Linked DNA regions of Drosophila melanogaster: region 1 is linked to region 2. A link is a contact called in public Hi-C data. All regions are on one chromosome and are shown on one strand. Each heading gives the region's core, a stretch centred on a gene start, on an enhancer-like site or on the middle of the called end of the contact. The rest is flanking DNA. Distances are from core to core; before and after follow the strand shown.

What was found. A called contact is a pair of places that touch in the nucleus more often than the background predicts.
Region 1: a Hi-C map of the Kc167 cell line shows a contact between it and region 2, with 2.5 times the contacts expected there. The contact joins the promoter of srl here to the promoter of tub in region 2. A contact is called at or near these places in 42 of 107 Hi-C or Micro-C datasets (the Clone 8 cell line, the D17-c3 cell line, the Kc167 cell line and 11 more) and 2 of 6 datasets of contacts at active chromatin or transcription factors (both in the Kc167 cell line).

Annotation. Positions count from the first base shown.
Region 1 is chr3R:4,427,478-4,433,597 of dm6, reverse strand. It overlaps srl (spargel), which reads left to right and starts at 4,263. Exons shown (of 7, transcript NM_168996.5): 1 at 4,263-4,623. It overlaps CG31525, which reads right to left. Exons shown (of 1, transcript NM_168998.3): 1 at 5,398-6,120. The coding sequence ends at 5,479. eIF3a (eukaryotic translation initiation factor 3 subunit a) reads left to right here. Exons shown (of 4, transcript NM_168999.3): 2 at 1-1,081; 3 at 1,132-3,370; 4 at 3,430-3,800. The coding sequence ends at 3,479.
Region 2 is chr3R:4,385,480-4,391,952 of dm6, reverse strand. tub (tube) reads right to left here and starts at 4,211. Exons shown (of 2, transcript NM_001202235.2): 1 at 3,561-4,211; 2 at 2,140-3,494. The coding sequence starts at 4,023. The coding sequence ends at 2,569. Cont (Contactin) reads right to left here. Exons shown (of 8, transcript NM_141204.4): 5 at 5,960-6,473; 6 at 5,735-5,903; 7 at 5,540-5,673; 8 at 4,935-5,484. The coding sequence ends at 5,191. CG14646 reads right to left here and starts at 1,587. Exons shown (of 2, transcript NM_141205.3): 1 at 895-1,587; 2 at 1-842. The coding sequence starts at 1,527. The coding sequence ends at 246. CG34112 reads left to right here. Exons shown (of 2, transcript NM_001259975.1): 2 at 1-242.

The DNA.
Region 1 (6,120 bases), core at 3,014-5,513, 42 kb before region 2:
CATTGAAGTGGGAAAGCCGCTTAGGGCGCTGGACACGCTGCAGGAAGTTTTCCGGAACAAGCGATGGAACTATGCCTACTCGGAGACGGTCATCGAACCGCTCATGTTCAAGTACCTGTACCTCTGCGTGGAACTCAAGAAGTCGCACATCGCCAAGGAGGGACTATTCCAGTACCGGAACATGTTCCAGCTGGTGAACGTGAACTCTCTGGAAAATGTAATCCGCGGCTACCTGAAAATGGCCGAAGAGCACACAGAGGCTGCCCAAGCCCAGTCCTCGGCGGCCGTTGCTGTTCTGGAGCTGGATGACCTGGACAACATTGCCACGCCAGAGAGCATCCTAATGAGCGCAGTGTGTGGCGAGGACGCACAGGACCGCTCCGACCGCACTATTCTGCTCCCGTGGGTCAAGTTCCTGTGGGAGTCCTACTGCCAGTGTCTAGAGCTGCTGCGCGTAAACACGCATTGCGAGGCGCTGTACCACGATATCGCTCGCATGGCCTTCCAGTTCTGCCTTAAGTACAACCGCAAGAGCGAGTTTCGCCGCTTGTGCGACAAGCTGCGCAAACACTTGGAGGACATTTGCAAGAGCAGCAACCAGACCACCGGTGTCTCGATCAACAAGGTGGAAACGCAGCAGCTCTGCTTGGACACCAGGTTGTACCTTCTTGACTCGGCCATCCAGATGGAGCTGTGGCAAGAGGCCTACAAGGCAATCGAGGATATCCATGGCCTGATGGCTCTGTCCAAGAAGACACCCGTGCCCAAAACCATGGCCAACTACTACCAAAAATTAGCCATGGTCTTTAGCAAGGCCGGCAACCAGTTGTTCCACGCTGCAGCGCTGCTGAAGCTCTTCCAGCTGACGCGCGAGCTGAAGAAGAACCTGACGAAGGACGACTTGCAGCGTATGGCTGCCCACGTTCTCCTGGCCACTCTTTCTATTCCGTTGCCTTCGGCCCATCCAGAGTTCGACAGGTTTATTGAGGCGGACAAGAGCCCCCTGGAGAAGGCGCAGAAGTTGGCCGTGCTTTTGGGCCTGCCCCAGCCACCTACTCGCGTCTCCCTTATTCGTGAAGTGGTAAGTATCACGCAATATAGTAATGACTTATGACTAATTCATAAACACAGGTGCGCTTGAATGTTCCTCAACTCGTATCTGAGGACTTTCGCAATCTATACAACTGGTTGGAGGTGGATTTCAACCCACTGAATCTGTGCAAGCGCATTCAGTCTATCGTGGACTTCATTGAGAACGGGCCCGAAAACGCTCTGCTCACTCCTTACATTCAATCGCTGAAGGACGTGACTATAATGCGTCTGATTCGTCAGATCTCTCAGGTTTATGAGAGTATTAAGTTCCAGCGTCTCTTGCAGCTGGCCAGTTTTTGCAACATTTTTGAATTGGAAAAACTGCTGGTCGAGTCCGTGCGTCACAATGACATGCAGATTCGTATTGACCACCAGAAGAACAGTATCTATTTCGGCACTGATCTGACCGAGAGTCAACGCGAGTACCGCCCCGACGGACCCGCTTTGCAATCGATGCCCTCGGAACAGATCCGCTCTCAGTTGGTTAATATGTCTACTGTTCTGACACGGGCAGTTTCAATCGTCTACCCGAACCGTGAACGTGACCAGCGGGCCAAGCTCCGCAACCAGATGGTAAACCATTACCATGAGATCAAGGATCGCGAGCACCAGCGTATTCTTCAGCGACAGAAGATCATCGAGGACAGAAAGGAGTACATCGAGAAGCAGAATAATGCTCGTGAAGAGGAAGAGGCGCGGCGTCAGGAGGAGGAATCGCGGAAGGCCAAACTGGCCGAACAGAAGCGCCTCGAGCAGGAGCAAGAAGAAAGAGAGCGCAAGCGCCATCAGAACGAAATCCAAGCCATCCGGGAGAAGAGTCTCAAGGAGAAGGTTCAGCAAATCTCGCAGACGGCTCATGGTAAGAAGATGCTTTCCAAGCTGGATGAGGAAGGCATTAAGAAGTTGGACGCCGAGCAGATCGCCAAGCGGGAAAGCGAGGAACTTCAGCGCGAGGCCAAGGAACTGCAGTCGAAACTCAAATCGCAAGAGAAGAAAATCGACTACTTCGAACGCGCCAAGCGCCTGGAGGAGATACCGCTTTTCGAAAAATACTTGGCCGAAAAGCAGGTTAAGGACAAGGAGTTCTGGGAAGCAACCGAGAAGACACGCATCGAGAATGCCATTGCCGAACGGAAGGATGCCGTCGCCCAGCAGGAGCGTCTCAAGCGCATGTATCCGGACCGGGATGAATTCCTTGAGGCCCTTAAAAAAGAACGTGCCTCCCTCTACGTCGAAAAGCTCAAAAAGTTTGAGGCTGCTCTGGAGGCAGAGCGCAAAAAGCGCTTAGCCGACCGCATTATTCGACGCCGCGAGGAGCGCCGACAGGCCTTCCTTCGCGAGAAAGAGGAGGAGCGTCTTCGCAAGGAGGAAGAGATTCGCTTGGCACAGGCTGCCGAAGAGCGCGCCGCAGCAGAAGCCCGCCGTTTGGAGCGTGAGGCTGAGGACGAAAAGCGTCGTGCCCAATACGAAAAGCAGCGTGCCAAGGAGGAGGAAGCTGAGCGTAAAATCAAGGAAGATCGAGACCGCCTGTCCAGGGAGTTGGCCTCGGAGCGCGAACGCACTGAAAAGGACCGTGACACATGGCGTCCTCGAGGCGGTGACCGTCCAAGCGCATCTAACGGCGGATCCAGCGAGTGGCGTCGTGCTGCACCTGCGGCCAGTGAACGCAACGACCGTGGTGGCGAGCGTATCGAGCGCGGAGGAGAACGGATCGAGCGCGGTGGAGAACGCCTCGAGCGTGGTGGAGAGCGCATTGAACGAGGCGGTGACCGTGACCGCAAGGACAACGAGGGAGCGGACTCCTCTTGGCGTGTGCGACGAGAGCCAGATTCACAGCGTGCAGCTGCTCCCAAAGACAGTGGCGCTCCGCAATCGCGCGATGACAAGTGGCGGCGTGGCGGAGAACGTGACCGCGATTTCCGCATTGATGGGGCTCGTCGCGACAGGGATGATGGGCCTCGGCGTGACCGTGACGATGGTCCTCGCCGGGATCGTGACGATGAGCGCGGTGGATTCCGCCGCGCCGACGGGGCGCGTCGTACCGACGAGCCTCAGCGGGAAACTGGAGGGAACTGGCGCGACGCTCCACGCCACGCTGATCGGGAAACCCGTCGCCCAGCTGAGAGGCGCGACCGAGATGTGCGCGAGACTCGTGGCGATCAACGCGGCTCTGCTCCTAAGGAGGCAGCCAGTGGCGGAGTAGGCGGAAACTGGCGTACTGCTCCTGCGACCCGTGAGGAAAAACCAGCAGCTAAGCGCGATCAAGCCCAGGAAAAGGGTAAGTAATCTCAGCAGCAAACCTAATTTCCATTCTTATCAATGCGTTACATCTTTCAGAGAACAAAGCTGGCGATGATGGCGAGTGGACCAGCGTTAAGCGTCGTTAATTTTTATTTTCATCATCGTATATACCCAGCATAATATTCTTAATAAGTTTTTATTTCATCCGACTTGTACTTTATTGGTGTAGAGCTCAGTCGGCCGGTATATTATATCTATCTATCCAAAGCTTGTGCCAGATAGTTAAAATTGAGATGGTTGTAGGACCGATACTAATTAAAGTACTTTCGAATAAAATAACTATGTTCTAAAAAATTGAAAAGTGAAATTGTCGAATGAGAACCTTGGGAATCAAAGAAATGAAAAGTGGTTATTATTGGTTTAATTCAAAAATTCTAATTCTTATTTATCAGATTTCAGGATGAACCAAGCTTCCCTTATACGTACAGTGATTTATAAACCAGTCCCTTTAAATTTATATTTCGACAGAGCTAAAACTACATTAAAATGTAGTTTGCAAACTAAACAAATGCGGGTTCTTCTATAGTTTTACAAAGTTCGTTCTTGGAAGCGTGGCTTTTTAACATTAGGTTTTTTAATTGCCCATAAATAAAAAATGCATTCAAAAGTATTGTAAATTGTATTATCACATACGCTTGACTTATTTTAAAAAAGTGACATCTTTCTTAGGTAAAACCATATTCGTTGGGAATAAATTCGAGTAAATTTAGAAAAGCTTTTATAGCAAGCAAAACAAAAATATTCTGCCTCTGAAAATTTGCCTCGATAATATGAGCCCGCGCCTTCTTCGCACACTCAACTAGTATTTTCTTGCGAACTTGGCACTAATGCCATGGCCTCGCGGATCCTCCGCGGTGCGCGCCCCTGGTCACACTGTCTGTGCCGCTGCCGCGAATCTCGGTCCACGTGAACAAATTTTGGACAATGTGCTATACGGTACTCATGAGATAAAGTGATTGCGGGTTGCTTTGGAGTGCAGTGACGTTGGCCCATCTTAAACCGCGGGTGATCGTGATCTTCGGGCGGAACAGAAAGACGCAGTTTGACTGCCGCAAGAAAAAGCCCTTTTGGGCACCGGACTTGTGTGCTTGTGTTAGTGCTGCAGACGCGGCGCTCAACATGTGAGGTTAAAGCAGACGGCGGCAAAAATCCGAACGAACAAGCGTTCGGCTGGGGAAGCCCTTTTTCGAGTGAAATAGGTGATCCGGAACCACAACGGAAGCTCAGAAGGTAATATTGCTAGGCGCGTGCCACAGATTGGACATCGCGAATGCGATAGCGAATCCGCTGAGCTTTGGGGAGAAAGGCTTTCGAAACCAAAGTGCCAAGGTGATAGGCAAGACCTGCGAAACGTATTCATTCAACTCGATTGCTTTTCGCCAAGGAGTGCAGTATCAAAAGCACATGGCGTGGCGGCATTTACACGCACACGCGCCCATCGTGGCTCACATACACATACACGTGGTTGGGGCAAACATGTGCTGTTGCTGCTACTGCTGCTTCTTCTTTCCGCCATCGTCGTTGTGTGGGCATGTTTGTTATTGTTGTCGTTGGCTAAAACTATTGTGTTTTGTGTTCCAGGTCCATGTGTAGGTGATGCAGAGGCGCTGAAGATTGATTAAAATCATTTACACCCGTCAATCGTATAGTAGAGGGTATGTGACTGCTTCAATTTTCGAAATGTTAATTTTACCATTTAGGAAATCTTGGTATCTAGTGTCAAAAAACACCTTTCGTGCAGGCTTTCAATATTGCGGCCACAGTATTTACATCAATATATTGTAGATGGAACTTAAATTTAAAACTATTCAACTAAACTATAATAGTTTTAAGCAACAACTATCAGGAAAATATAAACATAATTTTGAATATATCGACAACCTTTCCCAGCCCAAAGAAAAAATCTTTGTAATGCAAAACATGAAGTTAAATTGTGCAATTCATGACATAGTTTTAGAGAAATCTTGTTTAAATGATTAAGTTAAGTCATTTATGACACGTGTTAAGGCTTTCTAAAGCTACATTTTTATTCCGGTTTCGGTATTTATTTACATTGTAATTTAATTTTAATGTCAATGCCTATGTTTAATTTTTACCCTGATGATGTGTCTCTGGCGGAGCTCGACGTTGTGCAAGTGTTGCATGCTTGTTATGCATTTTGTTGAGGATTCTTTTGCGGTCCATAGTCAGCTTAGCGAGTTGTTCCTCCACCTTATCCATCATTTCGGTTTGCAGATGTATACATGATTGGACACTAACGCCTCTGATCGCAAGTTGGCCGATGTGAAAAGACAACTGAGCATTGGTACCAGTTAGGACAAAGAAGCCTGTTATGCCAAAAATCCTAATAGGCGGTTTGGGATTTCTAGCTAGCTCAGAAGGCTTGAAGCATTTGACTTTAACTTCATTCTCCAGGTTATTGAAAACTGGTCGTGGCAACAGCAAATCTGCACCGTGATCAGGTTCCTTTTCCATCGGAATTGGGGATTTTGAACAGAGTAGGTTTCGTGTCGGCAGGACAGAGTGGAAGTGCGACTTAATTTGTTCGCAAAATTTGGACATCAATGGCACGCTGGAGTTTGGAGTTTTATTGGCCCCTTTATTGGTGTTCCTTGGAACCAGTGCAATAAATTTATTGTCCTTATCATATCCGGATGAAGTGGTATTTTGGAATTGTTCCGCGTCAAAAGCCTTCTTTTTTATTTCCGACAAGAAGGTTTTCTTGTG
Region 2 (6,473 bases), core at 2,962-5,461:
TTTCTCATATGAACACTCTTTCTGTCTATGCTTAGATCAATTGTACTTAAGTAAAATAAAAATATTAGGATTGCTTAGATTGTTAAAGTATTAAAAAGTGATAAGTGCACTAATTACTATGCATATTTATAAGTTTATAGCTATATAATTGTACGTCTTACTGTATTGAAAATGATTACACTTAAATAAGACCAATAAAGAACCAGGTTCGATTTAAGAGTCCTTTAATCTCTAACAGTCATAAATCACGTGGTGTCATTAGTATCTTCTTCGGTGCCTTGACTCTGAGTACTGTTAGTTGCATCGACTGTGGTTGTGATGTAGCTGACATCAAGCACACAAAACTTGGCTCGGCACATTGGGCATGTGCACTTCTGCTCCAGCCACACCTCACGATCCACGTCACTTTGGCGAGCGGCAAACCAGCGCGCTAGGCACTCTACACACCACATGGGCCGGCAGTAGCAGTTTGAGCAGCACGCCCCGTTCGCCAAGGGAGCGCCATTGCGATCAAAGTCGGCACACTGCTTGTGGATCTTGGTGTTTGGTTCGTTTAGCATGCAGGCAAAACACTTTTCCGTAGTAGCATCATCTGGAAAAATGGGATTTTGGGCGACTTGCGCCTTGAAGACGTCCACAAAACGGTCTATAACATTGCGGTGTAACTGAATGTTGGAGGGAATTGCGATTGGTCGTCGGACTCGGTTCTCTAGATTCCTAAACTCCAGGGCATTAATTCGTATGTGGAAGTCGCTCACACCCTGCCTCATTGGCCGTACAATAATGCTTATCATCTGCAAGGTGTCGTTTTGGTCTTGATGCGATATGTTGTAAGTTTCTGCCTGCGGACAAAATATTAGGGTCGCACATACAAAGGAATCGTGTACCACTGACCTTAGCTACGCTAAGCGACGTGTTGCTCTGATGGGCGAAGTGAACATTGTACATGGTGGTTTTTATTATCCAGTTCTGCGTGGCAATCACCGAGCTAATGGAATTTAGCTTCTTCTTGTATATTTCCGGTTGCCGGAACTCTATACCAATTTCGCTAGCCACGGCACTGTAGCTGCCCGGCGTGATGGAGTACTTGGAGAGCGCCTTGCTGATCGGGTGCCGACGCCAGTTTTCCTGGTGCCAGTTGAAGATCAGAGCGGGCATCGCCAGAACGGCCAACACACTGAACCGCTGGGCGGTTTTCCACGTAAGCGTTTTAAACGCTACCGCTTCCTGGGGCATGGGGAAATCCGGGTCCAGGTCGAAGTCCTCCAAGGGCTCCTGCGTGGCGAAGACGGAGAACTTGAGCCTATGAATAAGAAAGTAGGAGAAGGGCAGACAGGAGTGCACGAAGAGATTCAGCGAAGTACGGCGCTGGTGGTAGCCTACAAAGTCCAGGTACTCTTCTCCCAGGAACCGAGCGAACAACTGTTCAATGGTGAATCCCAGGCGTTGGAACTCCTCTGGCGGGTAGATGATCACCATGCACAACAGAATATAAAACAGATTGAATAGCAGCTCCGACTCGTCCATGTTGCGAATAATTTCGGATTTTGTTTGGCTCAGTGGTTTCGTCGAACACTAGAGGTGTCCAACAAATTCCCGATTATTGTTCTTAAGATATCGATATTATGAATGGTACGCGATAGCACGGGACCAATATCGTACCGCGCCCGCCATAGCAAATGAGAATTTAAATAAAAACAAGGTGCGAGACATTTTTAATTGTCAGCAGTTTGAAGATCGACTATTCTGCGTGCCACGGGCACGGGGCATTAGAGCAAATGTGGAGTAATACTGTTTGCTGTTTCGAACAACAAAAATAAAACAATTAAAATCAAAAATTTGCAGTTATACGGAAAAGGCAATGGACATGTCATCCGAGGAGAAAGGTAAGTGTACATTTTGGAACGGACAACAGTGTATTAATTTAGTAACTAAACGAAACTAACCTGTGCACATAAATAAAATAGTACAAAAATTACATACAAAATGCATTCGTTCATTTGAAAAACCTAAAGTTTTTTCACCGAGAAAAAACAGTCGCCTTAAACTCTTGAACTTACAGCCCTGAAAAAGGCTTTGACTTAAGCGGTCATGTGGTATATTATCAGTATGAACGTCGAGAAAAACAGACAATGTTTTCAAAAATATTTTATTTGTATTTAGCCATTATATCGTACTTGTGAAATATTTTAGGCAACAATCAATTAATAACGAAAAATGTCATAAGATCGCAGTTTGTCCCAAGACAAAACTGTCACAGAAACCCATTATGCGTTTAAGGAAATTTATACTAGAAAATGAAGGAGTATTTCGTAAGTATACAAAATTTGTTAAATTTTGGTATTGGGTTATGGCTTTCTTGAAACGGAAATATTTGATATTGCCGTACTTGTCATGTACTGTCACGATTACAGACGTGATATGAACAAATCGTGCACTGAATCTTAGATTCTAGTTGGACCTCATGCATAACATAAGAAGGTCCACACCCAGCTGCCAAATGAATACATCTGGGTTGCATAAGTTATCGAACGGAATGTCATCTCCGCCGATGGTCGGTGCTTTTATCTATTGCTGCAGCTCACTCAAGTCTGGAATGTTGCAAGCGTAATCGTCGTTTGAGGTGGAGCTGGAGTCGTTGGTTAGCTCAAAGCTGTTATCACCACTGGTGCCAGTAACCGTTGTCAGGCTGGAGTCATTGTTTGAGCTCTGCTGCTCTGAGTTACTCAGATTTGGCAAGAAGGCATCTGGGTACTCTTCCTCTCCATCCTCCTCACCATCGTTATCATCGTCATCATCTTTGCTCAAGCTGCTGGAGCTGCTTCTGCTCTCAGGACGCAAGGTCTCCCTGCTGCCTTTACTTATATTCAAGGCGCTTATCATTGGCAAGTTGTTTGAGCTCGCCGTTGATGTGGTAGCCGTTGAAGCTTTCGCTGGAGCGTGATTTGGTCGAGAGTTTACATCTCCAGAATTATCAATTAAAAGAGTGATTCGCGGAATGTTAGGCGGATCCGTTGAGCTAGTTCTGTTGCTTGGGTTGTCCGACACAGTTGCCCGCAAATCACCAGAGTTCGAAATGAGTATAGACAGATCGGGGATGTTCATCGGTCGTGGCTGCAGCACTGGCTCCTGAATTTGTTCGCTGGGATTGAGAATTGTCAGATTGGGCACATTCGGGATGGTCGTCGACGTAGTTCCGGTGCCTGTCAATGTTGCAAAGTTGGAGTTAGTAGTACTCCTTTGCTGTCGTCGAGGTGGCGCTATGGGAGGGGTGTTTCCTGACGGCTGGGGCACACTCTTGTCCCGCCTCACAATGTCTTTTTCAAAGTTGTCCAGGTTCAGGCCAACGCTACCTTGAGCGTCTGCCCCAAGAGTGGCAGTGCTTGACTGGTATTTGAGGCTCAGCCCCTCGTTGTCCACTTCCATTTCCTCTTCCAGCAGCTCAAGGCTTATGAGCGCACCGGGACCGTCAACAGGCCGGGCAGGGGTGGACTCTAGAGAAGTCAGTGGATACACTTTTTTTAGTTTTGTCAGTTTAAGGCAAACATAGTCATACTTGCCATTTAGGAAGTCTAGTGCCACAAAGTCTGCCGCACTGAAGAGCTCTGCCTGCACCAGAAGTTGGAGCAATACCCCAACCGTGGGCCGCTCGTTGAGCTTGCCAGAGGTCTTCCACTCGTCGATCATCATCTGCGACTTGCTTTGGTCCGGCGGTAGTCGGTTTGCAGCCTCGTCAATCTGGAACACGTCCTGCGCAGTGTACTTAAATCCCTTTTTGATTTCCGCCGGAAAATTCAAGCATCCGGCTCCGCTGCAGGCCTGCACATCCATGCCCTTGGGTATGATCGACATCAATTTGCGCCAGCATGAGTTCTCATCTAGTATTTTGGCAAGCCGGTAAATGTCATTGTCCTCAACGCGTCGCAGCTCCGTGTTGCGAGAATACTTCGAGGATAAACCTATGGCGCCGTTGCTTCCGTTCACCTGCACGCCCATTCCGCATCCGTTCCAGCCATACGCCATGGTGTTCCCTTAGCTACCCAGGATAACCTTACGGGAAAGCCTTTGCCTGTGGCAGGTCGATGGTTCAAGTTCCCAGATGTCCAGTGCGATTGTATGAGATTTCCGCTATAAAACCATGTTTGCATCTATCTTCTCTCTCTATGTTTTTGCCAATGCCCACAGCTACTGCTCGCTGCTCGCAGTATTTCAGTGTGACCGAGGAGGACCGCAGCACCATATTAGATTCGTCATGTAATATTAGGGGGATTCCCGAAGCCGATTGGTATTGTGTGGTATTTCCGTATGCGGAAAATAGCTAGCCATTTGCAATACTGCACTAATTTTTAACGCAAAGTAAGAAAAAACCAAACTTTTTTTTTCATTAATGACATATTCCGGCGTTGTGAGCAATAAATGTAACCCCACCGATAGATGGCTTTCGTTTGTAATTGTAGAAGAATACCGGGTACCTGGTAGAAAGGAAATTCGAATAGACATTTACGTATACATATATATAAGTATTAAATATTCTTAATCAGTAAAAACAGACAAGTCGATATAGCCATGTCCGCCCGTTTTACGCGGGCGATGAAATAGCAGCAAAATAAATAATCGAAAAACCAAAAATAAACACTTAGTTCTTAGTTCTTTTTGATATTTTTGGACAATAATTAATTTTGATTTGTGATAGTTTCTGAGATCTCGACGTCCATAGGGACGGACATGGCCAGATCGATCCTGATCAAGACCTCTTCTACCTGCTACATATTTTTTAACTAGTCTGGTATACCCTTTTACTTCACGAGTATCGGGTATAAAATGCAGGAGTAGTATTACCAGGTGAACAAAAAGGGACATAAATATGGCCAACCGGGGCACACGTTCATAATTAATTCATAATTCATTATTCCAAGTAAAAAAATAGGGATATTGTTATTTTTAGTTCAGCAACATACTGGACCATATAATGGTATTCATATTTATTTTGTTGATAAAATTTTAGAAATTATTTTTTGATAAAAGTCTATAAAATGGACGGAATTGCATTTGTATCAATTAAGGGGCTTGCAAGAGAGCACGGATGGAATGTAGTTCTTTTTATAACTTCACTTACTCAAATATAAGGTCACTTCTTAGTATATGTATGTTCTTACTGCCTAAAGTTATGGATCTTAATTTGTGCTGCATTCATTGGCTTGTGTAAAGAAAGGTGCTAATGAGTAGCAATGTGCTTAAGATAAGAGCCGTATTGATATTGTGGCCATGTCGGGTATTTGCGCCGTTGCGCGTGGTCTTGCCCATCTGGAAGTGTAAAGTTGGACTGGACATGCGACCGTCTCCTCCATTGCTGTATGCGAGGACTCGCATGTTGTAACTCTTCCCTGGCGTCAGATTGTTGATGTACGACTCCAGTTTCTGTCCGATTGGCACTATGGTATTGTTGGCCGTAATCATGTTCTGGTCCGATTCCCAAATGCGAACCTAGAAAGTTTCAAACTGTAATCGATTTTCTTGGTCACGGTGCCGGGAGTTGTACCTTATAACCCTCTACTGGTTCCTCGTCTTGCGAAGGTGAAACATATCTCCAAACAACCCGCACGGTAGACGGGTTTATTCCATACACGTGAACCGAAGATGGCGGCTTTTGCGGGGCCTTTCTATATGTTCGTTCTAAAAAGCATGGTGTTTAAGCATTTTCTTTAAATGGTTTTTTAAACTGTTCGTTACACACCTTCAAAGCGTTCGCTTTCAGGTCCTTCACCTGCAGCATTGTAAGCCATGACTTTAACAAAGTAGTAAGTATCTGGTTGTAGACCTACGATAAGCGCCCAATTCCTTGTAGTACGTGACAGGTAGTATACCGAGTCTTCTTCCTGGTGCGTCGTTTTCCAATACTTCAACTGGTGAAAGATAAGGGTTTTTGACAATGCAATGGAATTAAGTGCAGTAACCATACCCTGTGGCCAATGAGTTTGCCACGAATGTTTTCACGGGACATGTCTATAGGTTGCCAAGTGACATTAAAGCATGTGGAGTTGTAGGCGAGCGCAATGGGCTTTTGAGGAGCCACCTGTGGCATGTCCTCAGCGGAGTGTATGACAGCTATTTCACTCTCCGGTCCCTTGCCAACACTGTTAATGGCTTGGACTTTGACTTCGTACTCCGTATAGTAGTTATTAAGAGGAATATTAACCACAGCCACGCCCATGTGATCCTGTTTTTTTATTTCGTCAGATGCCCATTCAATGGCTCCCTTGAGCTTCCAAAACACTTTATAGTGTATGCCGTGGCTATGCTGCTCTTGCGGTAGAAGCGGATCCCAGGTGATAGTTAGGTCGCCAATCTTTCCACCTCCACCACCCACGTTCCTCGGGGCTATGTATGGTTTGTCCTCATAGGTGCTGTAAATTGGCGAGGGGGCCGAGGGCGTTCCGATTCCCAGATCGTTTACAGCAGTAACACTAAATTCG